Linked DNA regions of Mus musculus: all the other regions are linked to region 1. Evidence: chromatin contacts called from public promoter capture Hi-C data. All regions are on one chromosome and are shown on one strand. The core of a region is the stretch at or near the end of the contact, and the rest is flanking DNA. Distances in the headings are between cores, read along the strand shown. Region 1 has its middle 460 kb from the start of Gm20125. Region 2 holds the start of Abracl (ABRA C-terminal like). Region 3 holds the start of Heca (hdc homolog, cell cycle regulator).

Evidence for each region. Promoter capture Hi-C pulls out the DNA fragments that hold promoters and counts their contacts.
Region 2: a promoter capture Hi-C map of cranial neural crest shows a contact between it and region 1. The contact joins the promoter of Abracl here to the enhancer-like site in region 1. A contact is called at or near these places in 5 of 39 promoter capture datasets (the 3T3-L1 cell line, cranial neural crest, hippocampal neurons and 2 more).
Region 3: a contact with region 1 is called in a promoter capture Hi-C map of liver, with 3 times the contacts expected there. The contact joins the promoter of Heca here to the enhancer-like site in region 1. A contact is called at or near these places in 4 of 39 promoter capture datasets (the 3T3-L1 cell line, cranial neural crest and liver).

The regions. Positions count from the first base shown.
Region 1 is chr10:16,634,967-16,639,247 of GRCm38.p6, forward strand. No RefSeq gene overlaps it. Among named protein-coding and RNA genes, the nearest start is that of Gm20125, 460 kb to the right of the region's middle. Within about 2 kb of position 2,240, at least 23 of the 459 cell types and tissues checked have an H3K27ac peak or open chromatin away from gene starts, as enhancers often do.
Region 2 is chr10:18,020,725-18,025,005 of GRCm38.p6, forward strand. It overlaps Abracl (ABRA C-terminal like), which reads right to left and starts at 2,528. Exons shown (of 3, transcript NM_028440.1): 1 at 2,343-2,528.
Region 3 is chr10:17,946,037-17,950,317 of GRCm38.p6, forward strand. Heca (hdc homolog, cell cycle regulator) reads right to left here and starts at 2,031. Exons shown (of 4, transcript NM_001033432.3): 1 at 1,473-2,031. The coding sequence starts at 1,746.

The DNA.
Region 1 (4,281 bases), core at 990-3,489:
TTTATTTTTTGGTGTTTATGGTATTCTAGATACAGTGTAAAGCATTAAAGAAGTGAATAAAATTCTACTTTTTCATGCCAAATATTCATAGCCTTATAGCAATACTAAAGTAATATTAAAAGTAAAGTAATATTAAAGTCAAGAACAAACTCATACATCAAAAGCATTATTAATAATAGAGTTGCAATGTACTACCTAGCTATGTAGTAAAGTCACTTCTTCCAGAGATGAATGAGAGAGAAAGGAAGGTTTGGTAAACAAGATAAAAGAGAGTAAACACATTGAAGATGTGCTGTAAACAATCCAGTATGTTGAATACCCAAGGAGTAAGGAAGAGACTGATTTTAGAGGAATATCATGATGAGTAGTAAGAAGGTCAAAAACTGTACATAGGAAAAACTGAATGTTGTACCATGGTTATTTCCTATGGTATCATTGTGCTCATGTTGCTAAGAAAATGTACCCACAAATGGAAAATTATTATGCACAGTAGTGTGTTTTATCATACTTCTGAAACTTAAGAATTCCAATACAAACAAAAGACTGATTTTATGTCCAGTGAATCTCTACTTCCAGGTAGCAACACTTGTGAAACCCTCAGAAAACAAAAAAAAAGAAGGTAAAACACAATGCTCCCTTCAGTTTCTTTTAAAAGATCACCAACTGCAATTACACGGATTCCATTCTCATGATTTCCTAAGCTCCGTAGACACAGCTGCTTAGTGCAACCACTTTAGTGATTAAATTTCATATCACAGTACCTATGATAGTTGCAGTGACAACATTTATAATAGATGTAATAATAAAATGACAAAAGTCAGGATCTTTTTACTACTTACATGTGTGATGCTACTGATTTAAAAAAAAAAAAAAGCACAATGTTGTCCAACTCAACCTCCAAGTCGTTTAGAACAATTGAAGAAATAAGTAAGAAAAGGCACAGCAAGAAATCAACAGGCTGGCTGAATTCCACACCTTCTATGTGGAGAAGTCATCACTTAAACCATATACTACTCAGTCACCTGCTCCTGACAGGCGGCAACTAAAGATTCTGAGCAGAACGATGCTGTCGCTTACGTGTCTATTTGGAACAACAGTTAAAAGGATGTTGATTAAGGGCTACAGATCATACTGTTCAGCAAGGGAAAATGTCTTACAAATCACCCCAAGTCCATGAGCACATGTCTGTGATCCATTACTGCTAAGACAGAGATAGCCATATTCCTAGGATCAGCAGCCTATTTGGTGGGTTCTGTGTCAGTGAGAGACCTTGTCTCAAAAAGCAAGGTAGATGCTGAAAGTACGACATTCAAGGAGTCTATGTCCATCCATACTTATGTGTATAGCAACCTCTTGACACACATCTGCACCACAAATACACACACACACACACACACACACACACACACACACACACACACACACGTGTGTGTGTGTGTGTGCGCGCATACATGCATACTTGTGCACACACTCACATTACATATTGCCAATGGTAGATTAAGTATTGGCAAATGGTAATTAGAATGCTGGTTCTGTGTTTCAAGTAGCCATTACTAAGACATAATTAGTCATGATATTACAGTGAGGGTAAATAAAAAATTATATTTGTAACTTATTCAATTTATTGATTTGAATTTATTGATTTGAATCAGTCATGTGTGTTGATGCAGAGGAAGGAATACTCTTAGATGCCAAAGTGTGAAGTGAAAAGAAGCTAGGTTAGCAATGCCAAATAAATAACTTCAGGTATATTGTCTGGGTGTGGCCATGAGATAACCAATGAAAAGGGTGGGAATGAGAGAATACATTGTTTCAGGAGAAAGGACCCAATATGTAGAACCAAGGATCATTAGAGTAGTCCAGCCCCTTGAAGATAAGAATGTAGACCTGACAGGAAATAAAGATGAAGAATAAGGAAGAGAAGTGCAAATAGTACAGATAATTTTGGAGGTGAATTGAAAATGTTCTGTAATTTAGATCTGAAAAAAAAATACAAGCTACATTGAAAAAGCCAGAAGGAATGGATGTGTAGACACAGAAGAACAGTTAGAGAAGAAGAACCAATTACAAGGTTCTGAGACTCCTACAGAAGGGCTTTTAGAATGAACACCATGACCTTACAGAATGTCATGAAATAAACTAGATAGAAGTATGACCAAGAATGGGCTATGGATGAGTGCTGTTGACACAGGAAGCTTCTATTGCACAATGATGACAGCCATCCAGCCAAGACAAAAAATGTTCCCTCTGGCTCTGCCCCCAGATGGAGCTGTGTGCTCATCAGCAGAGCTATAAAATGGCATGTCATGGGAGTGGAGGATGAAAACTGTCTCTGTAACTCTCACCATTCAAAAGTTTGTCAAAGCAGCATTATTCTTTGAGGATAAGCAACTGTCCTCTGTAGTAACTTGACACATACTAAGTGAAGTTCATCTTGCACTGAGAATCCCTTTCCCACACTCAGTGTGAAAGGGAGGGAAATATTTTCTGAAAATACTGACAATTTGCTCAGTTATTTTCCATATTTAACTTATTTAGAAAATGTCCTCAATATAATGTCTGCCGCCATCTAACATTTAACCTGTGTAGCATATACAATTTCATTGGGCTTACAACGTTTGGGAATTCCATTTTTTCACATGCAAAGGAAGATTTAATATGCAGTAGAAGATGACTCTGCCTTACAAAAATAAATGAGAAACTGCTGTTCTTTGTTCAAGGTCAAATGTCGCTTTCAATTAAATGTAGGTATTTAAGAGGGGGTCCTGATGAATGCAAGCAGTAAGCTTGAAAGCCCATAAGCATACATTCAAAGAGCCTTAGAACTCAAAGAAAAGAGTGAATGTAAATTTTCAGAACTGTCAATTTTTCATTTGAAATTTTGGTCTTTATTTCTTCTTATAATCTGCCCTAGTCAAGCACATATTTATTTCTTTCAAACCTGCTCCTTTCTTTGAAACTGTTGTTATATTTCCATGAAAATGACATCTTTGTTCTTTAGAAAATCATTCCCAGCTTATTGTCTGCCCTGAATTACAATAATCCTATATTTGTTACAATCTAATCACTTCTACAGCAACCTACTGTGAGGTTAGAAGTAAAGGATTAAAACTTCAAGTAGAAATACAAAACCACCCCCTTAACAAACCACAATATATTTTTTCAACATAAATATCCCAAGGAACAAAGAAACATTTTGACATAAGAACTCTGCAGAATATAGAAAAACGCAGCAGAACTGTTTATCAAAGTTTTCCTTGGTGTGTCAGCAGGTTCTGTGTAACTGACAGTGCTGATCCAAACGTTTTGATAGTAATAGAAGTGTTAACAGTGATAAGAACAAAAAAATATTAAACACTGTTGACTGTAACATTTCATTTCCACTGCCCTAATGCTGTTAGTGCAGAAAAATGGAACAAGAGGGAAGAGACTCAGCCACACAGCCAATGGAAATGAGGATTTAGTGGCAGGAGCTACAGAGGCATATAGGCATTAACAAAAAAGGAAAACCAAGAAAAGAAAGGAGAGAAGGAAGAACAAAAAGAGAGAGGAAAAAGAAAGTTAAACTAGCTCTGTCTTTATTGGTGACAGCAAAATTAGAGGAGATATTATTTGAAAACAAATGTGTAATAAATGAAACAGTAGTTGTATTCAAAATAATTATATTCTCTTCACTGACAAAAATATGTGACTGCTGAACAGACTTTCATAACATAGCAATATAAATGACTGTTAAATAACAATGTTAGTATAATATATTCATACTAACTTAGCACATATAAATGCAGCATTACTTTTAAAGTATGTTTTTATATTCTTCACTACATAATGCATTTTAGTGTTTACTTTGATGTCTTTATATTTCATAATCTGTTTAAGTTAAACATAATGTAAAAAGAAACAAATTATACCATAAATATACAGATATTAATATATCCACATTTTACTTGCTGTCAAAACATTTTGTGCTAACTTCTTACATTTTATAGATATTAAAATTACTAATTTAGGAATATGAATAACATAATAATCCTATACTGCCTAAGATAATCTCATTCTTGAACAATTATTTTGTGCTCTTTGAACTTTCCAACTATATACATGTTCATATATACATATATTTTTTAATTGGGCTATGTGCAGTTGTCACCCACCCCAAACGTTTATTAATTTATCATATAGAGAAAAAATACTTATTTCCATCCACAATTAGGAAAGACAAAGATGTTATTGCTTCAAATATGATATTCTCTGGAAATTATACCCTAAACCTCAAGTAGT
Region 2 (4,281 bases), core at 1,278-3,777, 1.4 Mb after region 1:
CCTCAGCTCCAGCAGCGACCCAGAGTCAGCAGGACAAGTTAAAGACATCCCGATCCTAATTTGAATTAATTTATATAAACCGTTTTTAAGCGTTTTTAAAATTTATTTATTTGCGGTGGGGGCTTAAAATTTACTTATTTGGGGGTAGGGGTACACATATGGAGGTCTGAGAACAAGAGCTCTCATTCAAAACAGTTAAGTTCAGTCTCAAGATTTTGCTAAACTACTAGTAAATAACACCCTTTTCCACTGTTTCTAACATGAGCATTTCCAACCCTCATGTAAATGAGACCATATGGGAAAACCCATCTGGGAAATCCAGCAGAAAGAAAATCTAGGCATAAAAATGACTCAGCCTGTCCCCGATCCTGGAACTTCTGATTTTATGAACCAATGATATTTTCCCTGTTTATAACATGTAGTGCATGTAGTTTCTATTTCTTACATGATAAAGAATAGTGATCCAGTTAGCTTAACAACATTTTATTTAAAAGCAAATAACAAAACATAACTAGAATCATCGTAATATATTTATATACGTAGTCTACATGTTTGGTATTGTTCTATTGGTTAGGATGGACAGATATAACAGAAACGCAGATTGGGAGGCAGGGGGATGACTCAGTTGGTAAGACTCTTGCTTTATAAGCATGAGATTACCGCGTCTGAGCCCCAGAACCTACATACAAATGTGGGGTGTGGGAGATCCTATGACTGTAACCCCAGAAATTACACGCCAGGTTCCTTAGCCGAATTAATTCATAATTAATTTCTTTTACAAAAATCTTTTTTTACATGTATTTCTTTTGGGGAGGGTATGAATGTGAAGGTCAGACACAACTTGTGGGCTTTCCCATGTGGGTCACAGGGATTAAAATCTGGTCATGAGGCTTCGCAGTGAGTAAGTGCCTTTACCCTAATTCATGAAATTCTAAGAACACTACGAAGTACTTATTTCATTGCGAATGAAACAAGCTCACAACAGTTAATGCCACATAAGCCGTGTTCCCAGCACACCATCTTGCCAGGTCTTCCCGTTCTTTTACTGTTACACAAACGAATCTAATGCAATAGTGTATCCTTATGTGATATCATATACTGAGTGCTTACTAAGGCAGATCATTTACAAAGCAAGAACAGCCTCGCAGTCTGGACCCTTATGAATAGGAAAATAATAGGTTTGCTACTGCAAACCCAACTCAATAGGTTTTAGTCACTTAATATGGGAGGGGAAAAGAGAAGAAAATATTCACATTATACAATAGACCCAGGGCAGTCTAAAAGCCGGAGAGAAACCTCTCTTCGTTGAGAGATCAAGAACAATGAGAGGTCATAGCAAAGCAAACCTAAGAAAATGAGCCTGTCTGCGAGAGGCTGGGCCAGAAGACGGGCAGCGGCAGATGTCAGCCGGGCCTGTCTAACTGTCTCAGATTCTAATTAGGCTGTCTGAGTGGGTCTCACAAGGAGAGGGGCTTGGCACATGCTAGAAAGCTTCATCGATACACATTTGGAAAGGAATGTCAGGAGCCTTCTCTAGTTATGTTTTAAAACTCTAGAGGCAATAGGCCAAGGAAATAAAGCCTTCTAGAGTCGCCTGCTCGGGAACCGACAGCCAACTTTACACGCGAGCTAGGCGGTCTTCCAGCCTCCCTTCTATCACTAACAGCTGGCGCGGGTCAAAGGCTCACCTTCGTCCCTATTCGCTGGTTCCAGCTGACTCCATATTTGGTCATTCCTCCTACAAGTTTGAGGTCTTGCCAAATATGGATCCCCAAATCCTGAGGTCTGTGTGTACCACTCCCTCACTCCTGAACTGCATAGGGCTGCAGAGCCCGGGACCACAAGCGCTTCGTCCCTTTGTCTTCGCAACTCACCCTCCCTCGGTCCCCCACCGTCAGCGCACCCGAAGGCACAGCCCGGGAGCCCCACGAGTCCTACTTTCCCTTCCTCACCTGCCCTCCGCAGTGCAGAGAGCAATGTCATGACACCACTTCATTGCCCCGGGATCCCCCCCCCCAGTCTTTCCGCACCCCGTAACCTCACCCCCAGCCCCCCACCCAACCAAGCTGACGCCAAATGCAAAACCCACACGTTGCACCGCTGCAAACATCGATTGGGGCTGCCCCTCTCCTGGTCCGCCCCCGGCCGGCAAAACGTCACGTGAGCCCAGTGCGGAAGTGTGCTGGCCGAGTGGGGTTCCCGCCAGTGGGGTACAAAGGGCGCGTGTCCAAGGCCCCTCTAGCTGTACCGCGGCACCCCGAGGTCCTTACCCTCCACCCGGGGCTCAGACTTCCCAGACGTCGGGTCCAGCTTTCCCCCAGCGCCTTCCAGGACTAGCTCACCTCTCCGATTGCTTCCTTCTTCACGGAAGAGCTGCTGCTGCGTGGGTCTGAACCCTGTACTCGGCTTCCGCGCCCTGGGGAGGAACAGGCAGAAGAAGGAAGTGGCCCGGGCTAAGAGAAAGGCTGCAGTGGAGGAGGGAGGGGACAAGGAGAGGCGTAGGGGGCAAGTAAGACTAAGTGCTGTCTGGAAAGGGGCCGCCCATTCTCCCGGGACACGCCTAGGAGGAGGAAACCCGCGCCAACGCCAAAGCTGGAGGCAGGTTTCTAGGAATGCACACACAAAGTACCATCACCTCTCTCGTCCTACTCGTCAGGACCCACAGCCTAATGCATCTTCATTTCCTGACAGAGTATCTTACCCAACAAGAGAAAAAGCTCCCCCAGCGTGCTAAATTCTGAGATCTCCTAGGAAAACAGAGCCTCACGTGGGTTCTGTATGCAGAGCATTAGGCTCAAGACAAATAATAATAATAATAAAGTAAAAAAGACTCAATTTGCAAACACCTTCATTCTTCAAGGCCAGGTCTACCGATTTTGATTCTAGATCTTGAGACGGAATACATTTGTTTCGCTTCATTGTTTCCTACATTTCATTGACCATTCAAATCATTCAAATTCTTTTTATTTCCATCGTATGTACTTGCCCTACCCAGAGTTTTGAAAAAGAAACTCAACTTAAATTATTGTATAGGAATTGTAAATGTAATCATGAGGGAAATTTCTCTTCCCACCCCCAATTAATTACGAGTGTCCAAGTGTCCAAGTCATTGGTGACGTCCTCCGTGGAGGCAGGAAGATCTCTGTGAACTCCGGGTCAACCTAGTGAGTTTCAGCCCCCCCACCCCCCGCAGCCCCCACACACACTCACAAATGTGGCCTAGTCTTTGTCAACCTCATCAAACAGCAGCCACTCCACAACAATGGTGAAACTGATCATTTGGACCAATCAAATCTCCCTTGGAAATTGAAGGTGGTACAGGTAGAGAATGAGCCATCTGGGTGAGGCTGGAAAAGGCCAGGTCAGACAGAGGCCCAAAATGGACTTTCATTGAGCAAGAAAGTTGACTTTGTGCAGAAACCAGGAAGGGGGGGGGGGGTAGAGAATGGAGAGAGGTGGAGCGGGGGAGGGGCTAAGGAGGGAGAGGGGCAGGGTGGGAGAAGGGGAGGGGAGGGGGCAGAAGAGGGAGAAGGGAGAGAGAGAGAGAGAGAGAGAGAGAGAGAGAGGAGAGAAGAGAGAGGAGAGATTGGGAAGGTGGGTGGAGACTGGTGGAGGCCTTGGGGAAGTCCAAGGACAATCTGTGAGAAGCTAAAAATGTAATAGTCAGAAAGACCTGTTTTCAGGGGATGTGAGAGTAGCCAGGTCCCCTAAGCTGTGCAGGGTCCATGCTCTCCCCAAGCAGTGGCCTAGTTGCCCTACAGGATCAAGGTTTGCCATGTGAATGTGAACCTGAGTGGTTAGCTGTCCTGTAACTGTTGTCAAACTTACAAAATCTTCTAAGTAAGGACTGTAAGATCCTTCAAGGCCTCTTTTTTTCCTCTCAGAAGGGAGCTGAAAATTTATAGTTTATGTCTTTTAAAATGTGTTGGGAGCCGCGCCCACATTCGCCGTTACAAGATGGCGCTGACAGCTGTGTTCTAAGTGGTAAACAAATAATCTGCGCATGTGCCGAGGGTGGTTCTTCACTCCATGTGCTCTGCCTTCCCCGTGACGTCAACTCGGCCGATGGGCTGCAGCCAATCAGGGAGTGACACGTCCTAGGCGAAGGAGAATTCTCCTTAATAGGGACGGGGTTTCGTTTTCTCTCTCTCTTGCTTCTTGCACTCTGGCTCCTGAAGATGTAAGCAATAAAGCTTTGCCGCAGAAGATTCTGGTCTGTTGCGTCTTTCCTGGCCGGTCGTGAGAACGCGTCTAATAACAAAAATGTACATAATACAAAAT
Region 3 (4,281 bases), core at 781-3,280, 1.3 Mb after region 1:
AATCCTCTAAAGGCCCAGTGTAACCCTCACTGCCCCCCCTCACTCCCTCAAGTGTGTCTATGAGGAAACTGAGGTTCAGAAAAACTGGCCTTTCTCCAGATATCAAAGCTCTAAATGGCTGAGGAAGAGCTGGTATTATGCAGTCTAAGTATCATCTTCTCTGTCACATCAATATCAAAAGGACGGTTAGAGATAAGAAAGCAAGAGCCGGCACAGGCTAGCCAAATAGGCTAGCCAAGTTTTGATAGTACACTATCAAACACTCACAAACGTGTAAGTTTGCTCCTCCTAATAAACAAATCTTCCTATTTCAAAACTGCAGGGGCTCAGCCAGGGGGGGGCCCTTTCCAACAGCCTGTAGTCTATCTCCTATGGGAATCACTGTGGCATTCTTGTAAGTACTGTAGCCCTTTTTATGGGAGACCATCTACATAGAGGATGGCTTTGAAAACTGTTAAGAAGCAAATATAACGATTCTAACGATTCTCATCTACTTACATTAAAATGTACATTTTTTTCCCCTGAAAAACTACCTGAGAAGAAAAAAGTTTAAAAGCTGCCCAAATAAATGTCAGGCATCCTGTGGTAAGAAGGGAAAATCCTGTCACACCTTAGCTATTACCTGCATTCCTCCCTTCTAAAGGATCATTCAAGCGCTCATGAAATTATCAGGGCTTCTTCAGAAAAACAAATGTGAAACAATTATACAAGGGACAGGAAAAGAAAGAAAGAAAGAAAGAAAGAAAGAAAGAAAGAAAGAAAGAAAGAAAGAAAGAAAGAAAGAAAGAGAAAAGAAGGAAAGGAAGAAAAGGAAGAAAAGAGAGAAAGAAAGAGAGAGAAAAAAAAGAAAAAGACACCCAAACACTTCAGGTTGGGAACGGAAGTCAAGTTCAGATTCTCTTCCTTCCTCGAGCAAGACAAGAGAATTAAATGAACACCACACACACACACACACACACACACACACACACACACACACACTCTCTCTCTCTCTCTCTCTCTCTCTCTCTCTCTCTCTCTCTCTCTCTCTCTCTCTCTCTCTCTCCACCTGTGGCAATCAGGCAACAGGCCTACATCTGCTGGGAATTGCAGCTTTTCTTCTTTGGGGGCAATGGTGGGTGGGTGGGTCGCGGTGAGCAGGGAAGTTTCCAATCGGATCATTCTAACTTGGGCTCCTTTTCCTGCTTGCCCGCTGCCTCGCTCCCACCAACCCGGGACATTTCAGACTCAGCCCGCGCGGGCACCACGGGGAGCAGGCACCAACCGGAGCGCCGCCGCGGGGCCCGCAGCCCCGGTCCACGCCGCTCCGCGTGGGGACCACGAAAGGAAAGGCAGCGCGGGGCGGTGGGGCGGGGCGAGCACTTCCTGACTCGCATTGTCCACGCGCCGCCCGCGCCACCCAGGGCCCCGCCACCGCGCCCGCCCGCCCGTCGGTGAGGAAGTTGGCGCTCGCCCCGCCGCTGTCGTCTTACCATTCTTAGCGTCTCCCGCGGCTGCAGCCCCCGCAGCGACGGTGGCGTTGGCGGCGCCCGTGCCCGCACCTCCCGGGCCCGCCGCGCCGCCGGTGCCCACCGCGCCGGGCGACGCCGCCCCGCAGCCCGCCGCCGCCGCCGCCAGGGCCCCTCCGGCCGCCGCGCCTGTCGCACCCGCCGCCGCCAAGGCCCCGGCTCCATTTTCCTGCTCGTCCCCGCTGCTGTTGGCGCGCTTGTTTTTGCGGCCGCCTTTGCTGTTCTTGGGGTTGGGCATCTCCCCGGCCCGCTCGCGGGTGTCCCGGTCCCCGGCGCCCACGAAGGCGGCTCCCCCGCCGCACCGGGGCGGCCACGGAGAGCGCGGGCCGGCCGCTCTTCCTCAGGCGCCCGCCCCGCCGCGCGGCCCTCGCCGCGACATTCCGGCCGCCGCGCCCTCCGCGGCAGAAGCCGGCGCGGCCACGCGCGGCCACCCGAGGCTCGCAGCCGCGCGGGCGCAACGGGCCCCCGAGCAGAGCGAGACGCGGAGGAGCCCGAGGGAAAAGGCGGGTCTCGGGCTTGTTTTGATTCGGCTGCGCTGACACGCTCCAGGCCCGCCCCCGCCCGTGACGACACTGGGGCTTGAGCCCGGCCCCGCCCACCCAGTGACCTCACGGCAACTCGCTCCGCCCCCGTGACGTCACGCTCGGCGCTCAGCCCTCGGCTCTGGGTGACGTCATCCAGGCGCCTTCTTGGGAGAGGGAGGCTGGCGGGCTTCCCGCGTGTGCTGACAGCCACGACTGGGAGCCAGGCAGTGTTCGTGAAGTTGTTAACTGGCCTTCTGACCTTACTGGAGCTAAACCTGACAACGTGGTCTGGAAAAACAAACAGGTGACTAGAACAGGAGAGCAAAACAAAGGGTTTCGGATTAATAATTCGCTCAATGGCTCTGCGGCTCAACAATGGTAAGATAGGAGTTTCTGGAGAGTGCAGTTGAGCTCCTGTATGGGAATTCTTCAGTCTCGTGGTGGAAAGCTTATTTAGCCCAGACCTACCAACCAGAGACCCAAGGGTTCTGTCGGTTCTGTCAGAAGCAGAGCCAGCCAGGAGGAGCCAGGCTGCACAAAGAAGACTGAGTTGTCTGGAGAGAACGGCCGGGTTGTGAGGAGGACATCAGAGGTGAAGAAGTGAGGGCACAGCCATGCTCAGCAGTAGATGGCCAACACAAAAGAGACTCAGTTGAATCTTAAGAGGTTCTTTGTCTCAGAATGTTTTGTCAGGGATATATATATATATATGTGTAATCTTTTTAGGTCTTTTGTATAGACATATGGCTTCCAGTTTTCTGTTTTTTGTGGAATTCCTCACTGAACGAATACATCTATATGACTTTCTCATGCTTTTTCATTTGTTTGTTTTGTCCTATATTGTGTGTTTGTTTTCATCTTATCTATTTTATTATTATTTAGATGCATATTTGTTTTCTAAGAAGAGGCAGGAAAGCTGTGGATTCGGCTGGGAAGGGAGGTGGAGAGGATCTTGGCAGAGCTGGAGAAGGGGAAAGAAGAGCAGAATATAGTGTATTAAAAATCTATTATTAAAGAAGAAAAACGGAAAGAAAGAAAAAGAGATGAGAGCACAGGGTTCCTGGGAAGAGTTTGATGTAATCTCCTTTTCTGCACTCTCTTCTGCCCCTTTCAAAGACCCGCTCCTTTCCACCCTTCTGATCTCAGCTCATTTCTTCAGAATGATCCCATACCTTACCAGAAGAGCTGTCCCGAGTATCACAGTTTATTTCTCCTGTCTACCTCTGATTACGTTGGCAATGTATATGCTTAAATAATTTTCCTCTGTTCCCTCGCATGAAACAGCCATATTTTTATCTTGGGTGCCGTAAGAAACAACTGAACTGATCTTGGTGAATGTATAAATGACATTCTTGATCCATGACTACAGAAAAACACTGAACTCGTTTACAGTGTCTTCTTCCTATGGCGTGATCTTTAATCGACTGGACTGTTGAGGCAAGGCACTGTGGCTAGGTTGAAGGGTCTAGAAAGATGGCCAAGGAATTGCTCAGAGAAGAGCCATCCACATGACTTCCTAGCCAGGATTCTGATGGGCAGAGCCTGGAGCAACACTGTATTCTTGAGAGCAATTGCTAGTTGGACGCAGTACACTATATGTTAAAGGAAAGTAATTCTTTAGAAGGCCCAAATGATAGCTAAGATAGATAGGGAAGGAAGGAGGGAGAGGTGGAAGAGAGATGTGTGTGCTGGAGATTAGTATCAGGTGTCTTCCTTTATTCCTCTCCACCTTATTTTTTGGAGGCAGGGTCTCTTATGGACCTGGAGCTCACGGACATATTAGATGACCAGCTGGTGAGTTCCAGGGATCCACTTTTCTCTGCCTCCCAGCTCTGGGACTATAGATATGTGTGTCTGTGCACAGTTTTTACATGGGTCACATAAAGTTCTTAAGTTGGTACAAAGAGCACTTTACCAATTTAAGTATCTCCCCAGCTAGAGAATAGCTATTTTGTGCTTATGATGTGTTTATGTCTTATATTCACACATTGTGCGCACATACACACACCCTGTATCAGTAGAACAGGGCAGGTTGTGTTTCTAACTCTGCAGTCTAATATAAAGCCTTCTCCACTATCATGTTTAGTACAAATTTTTCAAATGTGTGAAATATACCTAAAGGATTCTTCTGCCTGTATTTCTTCTGAACCTTAATATCTCCACTAAGCCATTAATAACTTACCAAGTCTTCTCTGGTAACCCAAAGTTAGGCTTGCCTCCATGGACCCTCATACCTTTTCACCAAAAAG